Linked DNA regions of Mus musculus: regions 1, 2, 3, 4 and 6 are each linked to region 5. The links are chromatin contacts, called in public ChIA-PET, HiChIP or PLAC-seq, Micro-C and promoter capture Hi-C maps. All regions are on one chromosome and are shown on one strand. The core of a region is the stretch at or near the end of the contact, and the rest is flanking DNA. Distances in the headings are between cores, read along the strand shown. Region 1 holds the start of Hoxb13 (homeobox B13). Region 2 holds the start of Cbx1 (chromobox 1). Region 3 holds the start of Pnpo (pyridoxine 5'-phosphate oxidase). Region 4 holds the start of Copz2 (coatomer protein complex, subunit zeta 2). Region 5 holds the start of Skap1 (src family associated phosphoprotein 1). Region 6 overlaps Skap1 (src family associated phosphoprotein 1).

Region 1 (2,799 bases), core at 3-2,502, 270 kb after region 5:
ACCATGCACACACACTTACACGCACACTCACGAACACACCCTTCAATACACCCTCAGTCAAAGAAAACCTAAATTTTCCTTTCGAAATTGACCTAAAAAAAGGAAAGGGTTATATTCTCGAGGAAACACCCAATATCTCCGATCCCACCTCTCAATGCCACTCTCGAGACCACTGGATTATGTCATTTGGCCTTTGGGCAGAATTAGTCTGGGATTGTGCTGGGTAGGGACTCTTTGCCCCCAATCAACAGCAGAGATCCAAGGTTCTCCCGACATATTCAAAGACTGGTCCTAGAGCCTCCTGGAGAAGTCAGGAAGGCTAGCACCCTGCTGAGGCCCCTTATTCTGACCCTCTGAGGCCCTCTTGTTGCCTGGACCCTCCCTCACAGTCCTAGTAAATAACCCAGGAACCCTAGGCCCCTCCTCATCAGCCCGAAGTTTCCCTTCCTCTCCTCTTCCTCCTTCCCAGCAAGTGCCAGCGTAGCCCATGCTGAGCCAAGGGGAGCCAGAGTAGAACTTACCTGCAAACGCTGCTTTCCAGAATGGACCTGGTGGGTTCTGTTCACCTTGGCAACACATCTGGCTGTTCCAGCCACCGGCCAGGGCCCAGGGCTGGTAACTGTCCACGGGAAGCAGAGAATCGTGGCGAGGCTCTCCGGGGGCTCCCAGGGTCTGCACCACAGACACATCCAGGTAACTGGCCATAGGCTGGTATGGTCCCGGGTAGCCCGGATAGAAGGCAAACTCGGTGGGACGGCTGGGATACTCCTCCCCAGGTGCAGGAGTTTCCGAAGGGTAGGTAGCCAGGGCGGCCGTCTGGGCACAGGGTTTCAGGGAGCTCCTGGATACTCGGCAAGAGTAGTACCCGCCTCCAAAGTAGCCATAAGGCACAGGAGCTGGAGATGCCCCCTGAGGCACCCCAGGACAAGGGTGGCACTGCTTTGGTGGCTCTGCAGAGCCTGGCAGATCCAGGGGGGCATAGTTGACAGTTGGCATCAGCGTTGGAGCCGCGGGATGGCTAGCCAGTGGGGAGGAGTGGGAGACTAGATTCCGACCCCCTCCAGCTCCCAGCAAGCCTTCGATATCCTTGGCCCCGTCCAAGGTGGCATAATTGCCGGGCTCCATGGAGCCAATGATCGGCTCATGGGGAGCCGAGGGTGAGGGTTCTAGGGGGCAGCAAGCTGTCTCTCCCCACCCAGGCCCAGGGAATCCTAAGCGTTTTAAATCGCTCCCAGCTCGAACGGCGCCTGCATTCGCCTGGCTGGGCCGTCTTGACGCAAGAGACGCAAGAGCCCGGGCATGAGCGCTGATTGGCTGTGGCCTGGGGGAGAGAGGCTCATAAAATCCTCCCGCAGAAATTGCAGGGGGAGAAGGGACGGGGAGCCCGGCTCCGCCTCCTCTCTTCCCTTCTCTTCCTCTCCGCCTGTCTCTTTTTCTTTTTGTATGTGTGTCTCTGTCTTTATCTGTATGTGTTCTGTGTCTCTGTCTCTATATGTGTCTCTGCTTCTGCCTGCTGTCTCGGGTCTCTGCCTGCGCTCTCTCTCTCTCTCTCTCTCTCTCTCTCTCTTCCTGGCTCCCAGTCTTCTGCGCTTTGGCAGGTTTAACGAGAGAATAAAAAGCTCTCCCAATAAAGTGTCCATCTCCTGGGGATGAGGGGAGTCGGGGGAAGGGCTGGGAGGCCACTTCGGGCTGCCTCAAAGGAGAACCCGGGAATGCTTCTGAGATGGGAATGAGAACTGTAGGCGTCAGGGAGCTCTGTGCTTGGAGGCTGGGTACTAGCCACCGTAGCTCATTGTAGATATCCTTTCTGTCCCTAATACACTGCGCCCAGGCAAGTGCCTTCCAGGTCTGTCCCCCAAGGACCCTGCCTAGTCACAACACTGAAAGCCCGGAGGCCCCAATGGGGATGAGGCGGAGCCAAGGGGCGGGGGACACGAAGGAACGTTGAAAACGTGCAGTGCTTGGCTCAGGGAACGCAGTGTCCGGATCTGAAGGGGAAATAGAGCCAATGTCTGGGAAGGGGGTCTGGATTTCCGTTTAAGGGTGGAGAAAGAGACCAAGAGACACAGGCGTACAGGGGCTTTACTTGAAGGAATAGACTCGGTGTGGAAAAGGAAGGCTGGCGGGGGGGGGGGGGGTAGGCAGAGAGGGAGGAGAAAGGAAGAGAGGAAAAAAGGGAGAGGGAGAGAGGGAGAGGTTGAAACATCACAAATGGGAAGGGGGGGTCAAGATTGTATCCCTTTTTCTGGAATCTGCAGTCTGGGGGAGCCAAGGCTGGTTTCGTGGCCATCCCCACCTGTGGGGATCCTGGGTCCCAAGATTGCAGGAGCTTGGTCTGTGTGGGGGCCTTTCTGCTCTTTGGTGCCGCTCTCTAGGCCGGAAAGTCCAGGAACCGAACCCTGGCCCCAGCACACTTCCACAGGACTGAGGGACTAGAAAGCTCAGGACCCCCTAGCTGCCTCTTTAAATTTCCTTGGAAGTTAAAGAGGAGGAGAGAGAGAGTGAACTACCCCAACTGCTAGAATTGTCCGAGGCCCTCTGTTGGGGCCTATTGTGCTGTAGATTCAAATGGCTTGTTTCACAAATCTGCCCTTAAAGTTGGTTTGTTTTTTGTTTTTTGTTTCTTTCCTGTATCACTTTCACATGAAATCCCTTTGTGTCTTCTAGTTTTCTCTCAGGTTTCCCCTCACCCCGGCAGAAAATTTGAACTTTTCTATTCTACATCAAGAGTTTGTTTGTAATAAAGAATCGAACCCCTTGAGCTGAGTCCGGCTCAGCCAAAGCCTAAACTTGAACTTG
Region 2 (2,906 bases), core at 20-2,519, 320 kb before region 5:
AACTGAGGCCCCCAGGCTTACGCACAAAGAACAGATCTCTTTCATTGGATGAGTCTTGCCTTACACGTGTTCTTCCACAGCCTCCCAACTCACACTGAAGACCCATTACAAGGCACAAAGTGGCCTTTTCACCCTTTCTTGACTCCCCTGGTGGCCAGGCAAGGCTTTAAACTCCTGATCGTCCTGTTTCCGCTCCCAAGGGCTACATGAATGCCATCAAGCCCAGCCCGAATTTATAAGGTACAGAGGATTGAATTCAGGCCTGTGCAGTGGGCTAGGCAAACATTCTACCAACTAAGTTACATCCCCAGGGACCCTTTATTTTCTTCCACATTTGACCAGTCACTCTAGACTTCTACCCTACCTATCCCAGCAACTCCACTTTTAGACAAGGTCAAGAAAATGCCTGACCCCCCACCCCCACCCCTAGACGGATTCAACAAATCTCTTCCCCGCTAGCACACCGTGAGCTGCCCAAATCCTCCTGTTCAAGTTTATTGGAAGTTACTTCTTCTTAACTCTGGCAAGAGAAACTTCTCTGATAGTGGCAACTGGACCCAATATCCTCAGGTTACTTTTTCTCTCTTTCCTCCAAGTGCTACGGGGGTTGCTTGCGATTGCCACCGTGTCCGCTTTCTCAGGTTACATTTCTAAACCTCGAGAGTACGAAGTCGTGGTCCCTGCCACGCACACCCAAAAGCACCTGTCCCCCTTATGGACGTCCCAAAGTTTTCTTTCTCCCGCCCAACTCTAGAGTCCCTCACTCGGGTCAAACGCTCTTGGTCCAGTTCTTGAAAAGCTAACCCTCCGCTGGCTCCGCTCATCGCGAACCACTCGGCTCCCGGGCTCTGGATTCGCTGCCCCGCCCTCTCCACACTCCCGCAACCCGCGAGCTCTGCGCGGGAAGCGGACCCGGCGGGCGCTGGGCCGGGGCGCGCCCCCCATTCCTCGGTCTCCGCTCTTCCGTTAGCGGCCCGCGCTGGTCCGCGGCCTCCCGCCGTTGCCGCGTCCCCTCCCCCCACACACCCCGCCTCCAGCCCGCCTCTTCACCTCGTAGCAGCGCCCGAGAGTCCGAGAGGAATCGGTGCCGCGCTACTCGCGCGTTGCGTCGGGCGGTCCGAGGGGAGTAGCGCGCCCAGAGGAGCAAAGAGCCGTGTGGCCACAAGTCGACCGTCCCGCTGAAGCGGCGTACCGCAGGCCCCGCTAACGGCCCTCCCCTCAGCCGAACAAAAGAGCCTCTCACTCTGCGCGGCCCGCCGCCTGCACTGCGCAGACGCGACGACCCGCCGCAGGGCACCTTGGGATTAAGAGTCGGCCAGAAACTACAGATCCCAAAGTACCGCGCGAATCCCGCGCCGCCCACCTCCACTTTCAAGGATTGTAGGGAGTTTTCGTAGTTTTGTTTTCTTTTTTGACTGGAAAGGCGAAGTCGACTGTTACTTAGAACATAACTCTACAGTCTAGGAAATTGATGGGTAGTGGTGGGGTTTGTTTGTTTAATAACAGGATACGCAGCCCAGGTGGCTTCGAACTCGTGGCCTTTCTTTTTGCTTCAAATGTCAAAGTGCTGGATTCCAGGCGCGTGCTGGTATTCCTTACTCAGTCTACAAAAGTAGGACACTGCAGGTTTGGAAACTAGCCCGTTGATGTTTGGTCCGTTTGCGTTTAAAAGAAAAATATTGTATTCGTCACCTGAGATTTATCAAATCACCTTCAATAATGTCCAGCAATCTTACCTATTATTGCCACCTGACTGGGGTTCCTACCTCTCAGTTTGAATCACTGCTCCATTCAGAAAGCAGTAGATTAACCGTCTAGGTAGACACCATCGACACTTTCTGAATTTGCTTTTTTTCTTTCCCCTTCCTTCCCTCTCTATTCTTGTTTTATTTTTGGTTGTTGGTTCTGTTGAGTGGACAGGGTCTCAAGGAAGTCTGATCTACCTGTTTTCACTTCCCAAATGCCGAGTATTACAAACACAGACCACCACATTCAAAGTTTTCCCTTTATTGCCCTTGCCGGTGGGTGACTTTCATGGGGATTTCTCCATCTCTGTGAACATCCTTTATCAAGTTAGTCTAAAGAAACGGAATTAAGCAAAAACCACGGCTGGGCTGTCATTCTTTAACACGGGTGCTACTCTGATTCAGGTAGGTTGCTGCTAATTGTTGAACTAGGAACTCCAGTAAGGACAGACGCTTCATATGACTCATTGTGTCCACGACACTCAGGATCCTTGGTGTTTGTTTCTAGCAAGGACAAGGTCATTTTGGTTGTTTGTTTGTTTGGTTGGTTGGTTGGTTTGTTTTTGTTTGTTTTTTTGAGACAGGGTTTCTCTCAAAACTCAGTTTGTAGACCAGGCTGGCCTCAAACTCAGAAATCGGCCTGCCTCTGCCTCGAGTGCTGGGATTAAAGTTGTGCGCCACCACGCCCGGCCACAAGGTCACGTTTTGACTCTCAGTATTTATTGGTAAAAATTCCTTGAATATGTGATTAAGTGAATAACTGAGATGTCCAACTGATAATAGAACTGATCAAACTTTCCAAGGCCAGATTCAAGCCTCTTAATCCTAGTACCCGGGATTGAGACAGGAGGATTGCTGGGAGTTTAAGAGCACTTTAGCACTTAGGAGGCAGAGGCAGGAGAATTTCTGAGTTCAAGACCAGCCTGTTCTACAGAGTGAGTTCCAGGAGAGCCAGGGCTACACAGAGAAACCCTGTCTCAAACAAACAAACAAACACAACAGCAAACCCAAAAAAAAAAAAAAAAAAAAAAGCGCAGTTTAGACTATGTAGCCTAGGTTACAGAGTGAGAGCTTGTCTTAAAAAAAAAAACAAACAAACAAACCAAAAATCAAAAAAACCCCGAAACAGTGACAACTTTTCTGTTCAAAAAACTAAGACAA
Region 3 (2,700 bases), core at 24-2,523, 480 kb before region 5:
TAGGCTAGCCTCACGTTTACTATGTAGCCAAGGCTGGCCTTAGTCTAAGTGCTGAGACAACCGGCAGGCATGCACCACTTTTCTCAGCAAGCTTCCTTCCTCTTGCTTCTGTGCAGCAGATTGCGCTGGCTCAAGCTGTAGACAGAGGATAATGAGTTCCCACTGCAGACACCAAGGCAGGCCAAGAAGGTCTCTTACCTGGCACAGTGCTGGGTGCCTGTCTACATGGCTCTTGGGGCTCCCACTCCGGATACTGGTAGACACCAGGGCTACAGAGTCATCTTCCACCACGGGCTGCCCCAGGCAGATCAAAGCTGGAAGAAGCGTTGTGAGGATTTCCTACTTCTCTCTCAGCCAGACATCCACCACGTGAAGTCAGCGTGCAGGCGCCGCACCTGTTCCCTGTATCCTTGGCTGGCTATTGCCAAAAACTATGCCTCCCACTACCTAGAAAGGAACAACAAAGAAATAAAAACAGCAACAACAACAAGAAGAAATATGAAAAGGAGGAAATAACCAAGTTGAAAGAGGTTTAGGAAAGGGACAGCCCTTCCATCTGTTAGAGCAGTGGCTAGTAGTAACTCCACTGCATTGGGTATAGGATGCCCTGAGCCCAGCCCAACCCTTAGGAAAGGGTTACAAGTTAGAAGGGAAGACCATTCTGCTCTGGGGTAGCCTGATTCCAATTTCTGTCTTCTTTCTATTCAGCTGACTCCCTTCTCGCCTCAGAGTCTCCTTCCTGACCCCAGAGTGCTTCCCCAGTCCCCAGAGTATCAGCCCACCACCACGACCCTCAGCACCTGCCCTGCGGTTTACAAGGCAGTTTCAGTCTCTCCTTACTCTCAAGCCACAATCTTCTCCCTCAGTCTCTCCCTGTGTCCCTAACACCTTTGCTTCCGAGTCCGGCCCCCAAACCATGTTTTCTTGCCCAGTCTTCCAACCTCCGCTGCGCCAGGAGGGGATCCCTGCCCTACGTTCTTCTTCAGTAGCCCGCCACTGGCCGGCCACTTACTGCGGACCTCTCCTCTCCAGCCCCGAGACTTCGCCCCGCCCTCGCCTTGGCTGCTGTCCCTATACCTTTAACAAACCTCCACGTGCTTCTTAAACGGCGGTGACAGCATTTCCTTGTCTCTCTGCTCCCGCCCCTGGAGGCGCTGCCCATTGGCTGCTGGGTTCCTTCATTCCCGCTCTAATTGGTCTCGCTCCAGGTAACTCAAACCAATAAGCTCTCCAGGTATGGATCCCTGCTCTGGTCCTGGACAGCTATTGGTTGATCCTAGGCACCTTGGTTCCGAGAACTTAGGACTTACTAGCTTGTCTGGGGCTCTAGTAAATTCTTCCTTCCCAGGCTAGACACACAGGCTGAGCAATTGGTTCCGAACCCAGGGCCAGGCGACGCTGGGTCACGTGGCCGACTGCTTACATGACGTGCGGGCTGCTGAGCGTCACTGTGACGTTCAGGAGACCTGCGAAGTGGACGGGCTACCTCCGTCACCTGTGCTGTCGGGGTGCAGTCATGGACCTGGGACCAATGCGCAAGAGTTACCGCGGGGATCGAGAGGTGCTGCCGCTGCCGCCGGGACACGGAAAGGGGGTGTCCCTAAATTAGCAAAGGGTTGGAGGAGCGCCTTGTGCTTTCAGGGGCCACTTACAAGGCAACGGGATTTAGGGGTCACCCTGATGGGAGAAGAGGGTTTCAGAGACAGCTACTGGGGAGGGCCTCAGGGGAACCGTGGATTAACGTGTACTCATAGACCCCTTGACATCAGAACCCACCTGTGTTGGAACCCAGCCCTTTTCTGACTGTCTCGCTGTGGACAATTTATGCTCTTTGGGCCTCAGTTTATCCACCTGTAAAGTGGTGATACCTACTTCACAAGGATGCTGTGGGTTTGGGGGTTTTCTCATTTTTTACATTTTTATACATTTAGAGTGTACATGTGTTTATACATGTATGACAGGCGACAACTTTCAGGAGTTTTTTGGTTTTTGTTTTTGTTTTTTTTTTTTTCCCACCATGTCGTAGGTCACCAGGAATGAACTCAGGTTGTCAGGTTTCGTGGTAGATGTCTTTACCAGTCTATATTTAGGCATTTGTAAAATGCTTAAAACAGTCATAAACGTGATATAAATTTATAAAGGAGCGGAAGCTGGGCTTGTAGCTGAGTGTTGTGGAGTCTTGCCTGGTGTGTATGAGGGTTCTGGGTTCCACCTTTGGCACCAAATGAACTAGGCACAGTGGATCCAGAGTTCAGGGTCCGGCTACACAGTGAGTTCAAGGCTAACCTGGAAGCTCTTCGTTTTAACCTCCCTCATCATGATCTTCTCCCCACTCAGGTCAGGGACCAAGAGATCAGTTCTGGGATTGGGATCCAGAGCTACAGTGGCCAAGTGTGCTTATCCGTGAACATCTGCAGGAGTGCTTGACTGAGATGTAGGCTCTTGTGAAACCTTAGAACTACTTCATGAAAAAGAATGAGGTGACCCACAGGAACTTCAGCACACTCCAGCCCTGGTTCATCCCTTCCTCCTTAGGAGACTCAGGGACTTACTGGGCCGTTTTATGCCTGTTTCACCATCTGTAAATGGACATAGAACCTACTTCCTGAGTAGTGTTTTGTTTGGTTGGTGTTTTTTTCTTTCTCTCATGGTCATCATTATGATGGCTAAATGCATTTACATTTGAAAAACATCTCAGCC
Region 4 (2,799 bases), core at 17-2,516, 390 kb before region 5:
GCTAAGTCCTTCGTGTTTACCTAGCTGAAATACACATAGGCGACTTTGTCTACTCGGATTAGGAACTCAGATCCCTAGGACGCAGGCTCAACTATCCACTGATCCCTTTGGTGGAGCGTCCCACGCCAAGGATGCAGCTGGCCAGGACAAGGACAAGGAGAAGACTCGCCAGGGAACATGAGAAAGAAACCGAAGGGATCCCCACTCACGCACCCAGCCCCTCGCTGTTAGACTGATAAAGCATAGTGTGGACAAAGTGACCTCTAGAGAATCTAAGCTGGGCTGTTCTGCCACCCAAAATGCAGAGTTTCTCCTATAGGTGGAGTTAAAAGGGCTGGGTGGGGACCGCTTGTCTTGGACATATGGCACTGTCTTCGAGGTTCCAGCGGGGAGGGGTTACCTTGGCCAGCAGCCTTCGCCCGTCATTATCTAAGATGAAGACAGCCTTGATGGTGTAGAGAGAAGGTTCCTGAAAGTGACAAGGGAAAGGAACCCCTGACTCAAAGTGGACACCGAGTCAGGGCTCTATGGAGCCAGCTAATCCCCAACCCATAGCTGGTTCCAGCCCAACCCCGTGCCACATGGACCATTTCCGGTGCCCACTCCACTCCCAGACAGATGTTTCACTGCAGGTCCGAGGAGTGGGCGCTGAGTCCGCTGGGTGCAGAAGGTCCTACCGGGCCCAAGTTCTGTCATGCACTGACTGCTCCAGAGCCCGAGTCGGAGTGTATCACAGAACCTAGGCCCGGGGAACAGCGGCGACGAGCCTCCTTATGTCCAGCTGACCCCCAGTTCCAGATGCGCGCGGCCATCATTCTGGAGCAAGGGAACCCAACCAGACCACCTCGCCACTCCCACTCCTCCCTCGTCCCGCCAGAATCTCGCTTCCATCCCGGCCACCCAAGTCGGTTATAACTGCGGCGAGTTCCCCAGAACTTCAGCCCCTCCTGCGACACTCCACTCAGGCAAGGCCTCCTCGCCCGTGCGCTCCAGGACAAACTTTTTCTCCCCTTCCTGGGCCCGGGCTCCCTCTCCGGGGCTGGGCAGTGGTGGCACAAAGTTCCCAGCTTAGAAGCCCGAGGTAAATCAGTTGCCCCCGACCACCGATCCTGCTGCCCCTGGACCCCACACTCCGTGCTCCCTACCCGCTGTTCCGTGGCTCGGGTGGGCGGCGCTGCGCCCCCGGCTTGGGCGGCTGAGGCCCCCTCCCCCGGGTGCGGACGTGGCCAGGCCTCCGGCCGCTGCATTCCGCTCGCTGCCTGCACTGACAGCGCCGCCCCGCCCCGTGCCCGCCCCCCGCGACGCCGCCCCTCCGCCCAGTCCTGCGTGGCTGGCCTCTGTGTGCGTCCTCTCTCTCTGGGCGAGCTTTCTGCCCGACCCCCACGTCGTTGCAGAACCTCGTCTCCCTACTTGGATTCTTCCCTCTGGGCTCCTCTGTGCACCTCCCAGTCTTTCAGGTGAACCAGAGCCTACTCTTTTCTTCCCACTTACTGCCTCTTCTGGCCTAGGGCGCCTGTGGCTTTGGTGCACAGAGGTCTCCATGTGGCTGTTCTGGGACAGCCCAAATTTCAGTTTAGGTTCACTTTGTCCTCAGGACCTCCTAGTAGGTATCATTGGAACAAATAGTTCAAGTCACTTTTTTAAAAAAGAACTCTCTCTCTCTCTCTCTTTTTTTTTTTTTTTTGGTTTTTCGAGTCAAGGTTTCTCTATACAGCCCTGGCTGTCCTGGAACTCACTTTGTAGACCAAGCTGGCCTCGAACTCAGAAATCCGCCTCCCTCTGCCTCCCGAGTGCTGAAGAACTCTCTTTTTTTTAATTTTTGAGATTTTTTTTTTTTTTTTAATGTGAGTACACTGTCGCTGTCTTCAGACACACCAGAAGAGGGCATCAGATCCCATTATAGATAGTTGTGAGCCACCATGTGGTTGCTGGGAATAGAATTCAGGACCTCTGGAAGAGCAGCCAGGGCTCTTAACCACTGAGCCATCTCTCCAGCTCCTCAAGTCACCTTTTTGATCTCAAGACAGAGCCTGTCAGTGAGACCTCTCCACTCGGAAGAGTTCCCCGCTTCCCCTCATAGTACCTGGGGAAAAGAACCATGGGCTGAAGGACACCTCCGCCAGACATTTTTCAAGACCCAGAGGTGGATGAAGCCAGTAGGGTCACAACACACCTGAAGTCCAGCTTGAGCCTGTGGACTAACCCGGCCAGAGTATGACCACATACAGTGAGGTAGTTACTGGTGCTTGGGCAGCCAGCCATTCACAACACTGACAGATGTGTCTTATACTCGAGCCAGCGCTCTCATTGTATGTCAGAAGTCACCGTGCCTAGGGAGGTGTTTTCAGACATACCCATTGAGAGGAGTCAGACTTCGTGTGACCTTTTCAAGCTGGTTGGGCTAATTAGTTGGGTAGGAGGGTTCCACGGGTTTTCCCATTCTGCCCTTGACAGCCTCAGTGTAGAACATCACAGTCGCTCACACCAGACTTCCTTCTGCTTAAGACTTCTCTTTCCAACTTTCACCTTTTTTTGTTTTTTAACAATTACTCTTACTGATCCTTTTGTTTACGCTTTTATTTTACTTAGTAATTATTGATGAGGGGAGGGTGTGACACAGGGCTCACGTGGCGATCAGAGGACAGCTTAAAGGAGTCACTTCTCTCCATCTACCGTCTAGGTCCTGTGAGTTGGATTTACATTGTCTGGCTTGATGGCAAGTGCGTTTATCTACCGAGTGATCTTAGTGGCTTGAAAGTTTCATCTTGAATATCCTCACCAAGGGGACTGGAGAGACAG
Region 5 (2,890 bases), core at 73-2,572:
CACCCACACAATACACTCCAAAAATAGATAAAAACCTTTTTCTAAAATAGATTTTTGAAACATCGCCTCAAAAGAAACACATAGCCGCCAACTCTTACAGAGACGCTATCCAGAATAGAAACAGGGCTACAGACAGAATCCAAAAGCACTGGCCAAATCCTTGATTAGGAGGCATTTATACCCAAGATAACAAGGTAATGGAGATATAAAACCAATTAAATTGAGAGAAACTGGAAAGAATGCAGCTTGCCAAAATCATGACCTGCCCAAAGCAGGCCATCTGTTAACGATGTGTCAGATGTGTCGCCTGGATGCCGAAAGGCTTAATTCTGAGCGGTTTCCTCTTGAGACCCTTATGCAACTGCAGATTCCAGGTTTCTGTCCTCCCAGGAAGGGAAGGGCAGTCATAGGAAAATGAGTAAAACTGATTTTCACCATGGGAGCCAAGCACAAGATACCGTCCATCAGGGAAGTCTCTTCGGAGTGTATGTTGAGTGTCGGAAAGTGTGACCTTAACTGTAAAGGACAGTTTTAAAGGTGAAACCATCACAACAGGACACTTAGGGAAGGGAAGGACACCATACTCTGAGGTTTATGACACCCCTAGAAGTCTTCAGGTTAGGAAATGACTCTCACACTTATAAGACGTCCCCTAACCACCAGGCTTGGCCCAAAGACCATAAATCTCCAGAGCCCTACTGTGTGCCTAGGAGATGTCTACCCAGAAAGGTGTGGGTCTTCCACAAGGTGAGGAGTCAGGACTGGGAAGGATGAGACCTAATCACTGCACACCTCAGGGATTTCCCGGGGTGACAGGTTCAAGACCAAGCAAGGTGTCAAGGGAGGCCATGAACTGACCCGTAAGACCTTAGAGACCTGGAAGTGTTGATGCATCTGGAAGTGATACAGATGCCTAGAAGGAACAGAAAATATGTAACTCAAGGGAGAGGTGGGGACCTTGAGGATGAGAGAGAGGCTAGGGCTTTGGGGACAATTGGGGGATTAAGGACTCTGGAAGCCTGGAACTTATAGTAGGTAAGTGACCAGGCTAAAGAACTAGTACCCTAGTGTCTCCTTTCTTGCCTTCAGCCCAGCACTGAGAGGCCCTCCCGGACGGGATGGGTCAGGACAGAGGTCTGGCACTGAACCAGGAGTTAGTTACCTTCCAGGAGCCAACAGATCTCCTCCGGGAGGGCGACAGCCTGCATTTGGCGAAGCGAGTGGGCGGCCGCAGCAGAAGGCGGGATAAGGGACGTGTGCCTGCTCGGACGGCGGGCGCAGCGAGCTGCACCCCAGGCACCTGTACCTCGGCTGTCGCCTGGGGGGGGGGGGGAGGCGCTGGGCGGGGCCGCCGGTCGCGCGCTCAGGAAGCGGCGCGCGCAGCCGGCGGCGGGAGCCCGGGACCCCGGGCGCAGGTGCACTGGTGCCACTGAGGTGGCACGCAAAGTCAATGGCGTGGCCCTTTGAGCCCCTCACCAAAAAATTGCCTAGATTCCCAAGAGCCTTGGAGGCTAGGTTTTGGCGGAAACATCTAAACACTGAGCAGTTTGACCTTGGGGCTGTAGGTTTAAAAGGCCATGGCTGTTCCTGGACTGGGGTGCAGAGGCAGAATCCAAGAAAGAGCTTGGTCCTTGCCAAAGATATAGTGCCTCAGTTCTGATCCAGCGCACTGTCGGGGAAAGCCCTGCTGGTTAGAAATTAAAATCTGGAGTCCCAGCGACAATGCCGATCGCCAACATTTGAAAGACTCAGCATCAGAGGCAATACCCATGGAGAGACACGGAGGGAATGTCCTTCCCTCTGGAGGTGAAAGGCTGAGAGAAGGTGGGAAACAGCTCTTTCTCGGAACAGAGGAAGGAAGAAAGTGATCAACGAGATCACAGGGCTGTGCCCTTCCCCGCTCAAAGTACAGCCAGTCAGTGATCAAGTTTGGGTGGTAGTAGGTACCAAAGATGTTGCTACAGCACGAACTTGGGCAGTGGTACGTGGAACCCTTTGTTATTTTTGTGGACCGCTTGTGAGTGAACAAGTACTCAAAGGTTGTTTATTTGATTGGTATTTTATAGTACAACAGGCCTTGAAGAAAGTAGAGCAGCATGGACGGTATACGAAAGAGCAAGAGGAGGACTGGCGCATGCCTGTTGGTATTAAATACCAGACTCCGGGGTTTTACAAGGGTGGGGAGACTTTGCAGGTAGAAAATTATCTGTAATTATGTGACCCCTGCATATCTCTCTCTCTCTCTCTCTCCCTCTCTCCCTCTCTCCCTCTCTCATTCTATTCTATCCCCATAATAGGTAAGAAGGATTGGGAGTGGTCCTGGAACACATGAAGGGAGGAAGGTAAGCGATTTGTTAATCTGCCTGGGGGTGGAGATAATATTGATCTCAATGTAGAAGGCAGAGCAAAGACAAGAAACCGTTCAGAAGGGCACAGGGCAGGTGTATATGTCTCCTGGAATAAGTGTGTGCACACACCCCAGGAAGATGCAGTCTCAAGTTTAGGAACCCTCACTTTTAAGGACTTTGGTGGCCTTTAGCATGTCCTGACGCCTGAGAAGGAGTGGTCTTGGTTTCAGGGCCTCACAACCCACCTATAAGTTGCAATAAATTGAACTGAAGGGATAGAACCCGGTCGGGGTCACCAGAGAACCCAAATCCATGGTGTTGCTTCTTACTGGGTGAAGCTATAGTGACAGGCTTGGGCTGCCTCTTCCAGGCTCCAGAGGGGGTGTAGGCTGCCTCCTACCTTGCTGTCTCCCAGATAAAACTGAAGTTGCTCTAAAATCACTTGGGGTGCGTGCATGTTTAAACATGGAGGCTATGTGGCTCACACACATGCTTCTTTTTGTAAACATAAAACTGTTCTTCAAAAGGGGGGCGGTAGGCTT
Region 6 (2,829 bases), core at 298-2,797, 270 kb before region 5:
CTCTCTCAAATAATATACAGATTTTTTTTTTTTTAAAGAAAGGAAGGAAGGAACAGCCCAAGGGAAGAGAACGGTCTATATTCTTAAGTAGTCCTTTAAGGAGGTAAGGGGGAAGAAACCCCTGGGTTTTTTAAGTCCCCTTACAACAGGCATTATGTTAACACAGCCCAGGTATGCCCGGCCAGGCCTGCTACATTTAGGCAGCGGGAGCCAGAGACAGCTGTTCCATCCCAGGTAACAGAATCTATCCTAGTTCATAGAAAGTCCATCTACCCACATGAAGAGCCTCATGATACACTGTTTCCACCAGCTAAGATGTCAGCCCAAAGACGGGCACTGCAGAGCCCTGAAAAGACCTTCCTGTCCTGGCTAAGCCATCACGTATCAACCCTAAGGAATGCCCAACTTGTTGCTCCAATGCTGATTCCCAAAGAAATAAGGCCTTAGAGCCTTATCAGTGAAGGACACAACCCAAGCTTCAGAGATGCATCCTTCTGGCTCAGTTTACCTCCACAGGAGGCAAGGGGTATGTGGCTCTTCTAGTTTCCAGTTAACTGTGTTTTTCCTTTCGGTTTTTGAGACAGTCTCAATATATGTCCCTGGCCGGCTCAGAACTTGCTATGTACACCAGGCTGCTTTGGACTCAACAGAGAGATCTACCTGCTTCTGCCTCAGTCTGCAGGGATTAAAGGTGTGAGCCTCTACACCCTACAAAGTTTCTCCTTTTTATTTGCTGGGCCGCTCATGTTACTGCCATAAATCAGTTCTAGAACTGATCTGTTTCCCATTGGCCATTCAGTGATGTGGTATCTCAGACAGCAGAAGCACCTATGCTATTTAGAAGGAATGTTTTCTAAGGGAAAACCTTGCTGGCTGGAAGTCAGGCCACTTCCCTGACAGGAAACTTGTGACTTCTCTAATCCAAACAGAGGCATCTTACTTATCCTTTAAGAGGCCGGAGAGTGGATTCCAGAGGGCCCTTGCAGCCCTCACATACAAGGAGCTAAGCCAGGACACCATGTCCTCGCCCCGAGAGTGATTCAGCACCTGCCCTGTCATGCATGGTGCTCAGACAGAATGGATTTTTGGAGTACACCTGTTGTTGAACCCCTGCCAGGTACTGATGGTCACTAACCCCCAAATCACTTTCCCCCCTGCTGTTGATGCTTGGAATGTCGGACAGGACCGAGCGGCAGCCGGTGTGTATTTCAAACACAGCAGATGGATTTTTATATTAGCTCCTATTTCATGTTCAGGCAGAGCGACCGCCACACTAAAACCACACAGCCTCAGTGCCGCCGAGTTTGCTTCTGTGAGATTAATTCTGTGAAATTAATTGGGACAAGATTGAAAAGGAAATTAAAATGCAGCCGAGTGAACAGGCCTCTCAAACACCTTTTCTCTTCTCTGTTCAAACTCGAATTCTGCGGTGGTCGCCGGCATCGTGGGAAGTAATTTACGAGGGGCAGGCTCTCAGGAGTGATCCGTTACGTATGAGGAGACCTGCACCAGCGCCACAATCTGGAGCCACTGAAAAGCGCTAAACCGCCCTGCTGTGTCTGGCGCTGTGTCCTGGCTCCTCCAGGGGGAGGAAGAGAGGCTCTTACCAGCAAAAGCCGCTCAGAAATCTCTGGGCCCAAAAGGAGTGCAGGAACATCCGCTGGATGTTCACATCCGCTTCGTTATTAAAATCTTTCTCTAATATATTTTAAGATCCAAATTAGAAGTCAGCGAGTTAAGTGGGCATGAAGCGGCATGGGGCCTCGGAATGTTTGGATGTGCTGAGGGGCGGTCCGCGGGAGGGCTCTCTGCTGCTGTGTCCTTGTTACTGCTCCTGAGATGGGTACTTGGCTCAGGCCTCTTCTGGAAGAGAGCTTTGGAGACTTTCTGGTGTCAGTGATGATATTTCTAAACCACAAAGACACAGTGGATTTCCACATAGGCCTCTTCACTGGGTAGTGAGTGTTCTTACCTACGTGAGAGAACTTTATTTTGTGTCTCAACCGATGGAGCTTCTGAGAAGTTCTTGGTGTATGACCATTTTTCTCATTACATATATATATATATATATATATATATATATATATATATCCAAAAGGAATTAAATTTGTTTATATGTGTGTGCGTGCGTGTGAGTGCCACAGCTTGTGCATGCGCATGTGCCAACAGGCAAGCATGTGTCGCTCAGGGGACAACTTCTGGGAGTTGATTCTTTCTTCCTGTCATGTGGGTCCCAGGGATGGAACTCAAGGGGCAGGCGTGGTGGCAGGCATCTTCAACCACAGAGCCATCTTGCTGGCCCTCATTTTGCTCTACTGTATCAATGATTTAATGAAATCATAAGGAAATGCCCAACACAAAGGGTCCTTTTGGTGTAGTGTTAGTGGATGGGAAGGAAGAATATAGGAGTTGTCATTACTTAAGGGGTAAATATGCCTTAACATACATTCTCTGACCACAACCCTATGAATGGAAACTATCCTACTTTTTACAGATAAGGACATTAAAGCCTAGAATGTTTAAGTGACTTTTTTCTTTTTTGTTTTTTTTTTTTTTCGAGACAGGGTTTCTCTGTATAGCCCTGGCTGTCCTGGAACTCACTCTGTAGACCAGGCTGGCCTCGAACTCAGAAATTCACCTGCCTCTGCCTCCCAAGTGCTGGCATTAAAGGTGTGTGCCACCATGCCCGGCTTTTTTTTTTTTTTCAAGGTTACACAAATAACCTACCTGAGTATAGGACAAGTGGTAGGCTGTTTGGATAACTATGAAGTACATTTCTTTATCTATCTATCTATCTATCTATCTATCTATCTATCTATCTATCATGTA

Evidence for each region. Promoter capture Hi-C pulls out the DNA fragments that hold promoters and counts their contacts. Hi-C and Micro-C count contacts between places; a contact is called where the count stands out from the background. ChIA-PET counts read pairs in DNA pulled down with a chosen protein or histone mark. HiChIP or PLAC-seq counts read pairs in DNA pulled down with a chosen protein or histone mark.
Region 1: a Micro-C map of the G1E-ER4 cell line shows a contact between it and region 5. The contact joins the promoter of Hoxb13 here to the promoter of Skap1 in region 5. A contact is called at or near these places in 3 of 39 promoter capture datasets (the 3T3-L1 cell line, stem cell-derived epiblast-like cells and trophoblast stem cells) and 1 of 484 Hi-C or Micro-C datasets (the G1E-ER4 cell line).
Region 2: a contact with region 5 is called in a promoter capture Hi-C map of the HPC-7 cell line. The contact joins the promoter of Cbx1 here to the promoter of Skap1 in region 5. A contact is called at or near these places in 5 of 39 promoter capture datasets (the 3T3-L1 cell line, the HPC-7 cell line, cranial neural crest and 2 more) and 1 of 115 datasets of contacts at active chromatin or transcription factors (embryonic stem cells).
Region 3: an RNA polymerase II ChIA-PET map of memory CD8 T cells shows a contact between it and region 5, with 19 read pairs. The contact joins the promoter of Pnpo here to the promoter of Skap1 in region 5.
Region 4: an H3K27ac HiChIP or PLAC-seq map of double positive thymocytes shows a contact between it and region 5, with 3 times the contacts expected there. The contact joins the promoter of Copz2 here to the promoter of Skap1 in region 5. A contact is called at or near these places in 4 of 39 promoter capture datasets (cranial neural crest, embryonic stem cells, hippocampal neurons and 1 more), 1 of 484 Hi-C or Micro-C datasets (Th1 cells) and 1 of 115 datasets of contacts at active chromatin or transcription factors (double positive thymocytes).
Region 6: a promoter capture Hi-C map of hippocampal neurons shows a contact between it and region 5, with 2.0 times the contacts expected there. The contact joins the enhancer-like site here to the promoter of Skap1 in region 5. A contact is called at or near these places in 6 of 39 promoter capture datasets (the C10 cell line, embryonic stem cells, hippocampal neurons and 3 more) and 1 of 115 datasets of contacts at active chromatin or transcription factors (embryonic stem cells).

What each region holds. Positions count from the first base shown.
Region 1 is chr11:96,192,769-96,195,567 of GRCm38.p6, reverse strand. It overlaps Hoxb13 (homeobox B13), which reads right to left and starts at 1,252. Exons shown (of 2, transcript NM_008267.4): 1 at 522-1,252. The coding sequence starts at 1,125.
Region 2 is chr11:96,787,498-96,790,403 of GRCm38.p6, reverse strand. It overlaps Cbx1 (chromobox 1), which reads right to left and starts at 1,269. Exons shown (of 5, transcript NM_001362560.1): 1 at 1,051-1,269.
Region 3 is chr11:96,942,592-96,945,291 of GRCm38.p6, reverse strand. It overlaps Pnpo (pyridoxine 5'-phosphate oxidase), which reads left to right and starts at 1,273. Exons shown (of 7, transcript NM_134021.2): 1 at 1,273-1,561. The coding sequence starts at 1,424. It overlaps D030028A08Rik (RIKEN cDNA D030028A08 gene), which reads right to left and starts at 1,146. Exons shown (of 6, transcript NR_003293.3): 1 at 1,078-1,146; 2 at 199-447.
Region 4 is chr11:96,848,343-96,851,141 of GRCm38.p6, reverse strand. Copz2 (coatomer protein complex, subunit zeta 2) reads right to left here and starts at 1,266. Exons shown (of 9, transcript NM_019877.2): 1 at 1,146-1,266; 2 at 401-469. The coding sequence starts at 1,247. It overlaps Mir152 (microRNA 152), which reads right to left and starts at 749; the gene lies at 677-749.
Region 5 is chr11:96,463,023-96,465,912 of GRCm38.p6, reverse strand. It overlaps Skap1 (src family associated phosphoprotein 1), which reads right to left and starts at 1,322. Exons shown (of 12, transcript NM_001177899.1): 1 at 1,163-1,322. The coding sequence starts at 1,208. Gm11529 (predicted gene 11529) reads left to right here and starts at 1,366. Exons shown (of 3, transcript NR_033524.1): 1 at 1,366-1,824; 2 at 2,298-2,342.
Region 6 is chr11:96,734,834-96,737,662 of GRCm38.p6, reverse strand. The region is part of intron 10 of Skap1 (src family associated phosphoprotein 1); the gene reads right to left. Among named protein-coding and RNA genes, the nearest start is that of Snx11, 41 kb to the left of the region's middle. Within about 2 kb of position 1,547, at least 24 of the 459 cell types and tissues checked have an H3K27ac peak or open chromatin away from gene starts, as enhancers often do. A contact at or near this core is called in hippocampal neurons, where this site is marked.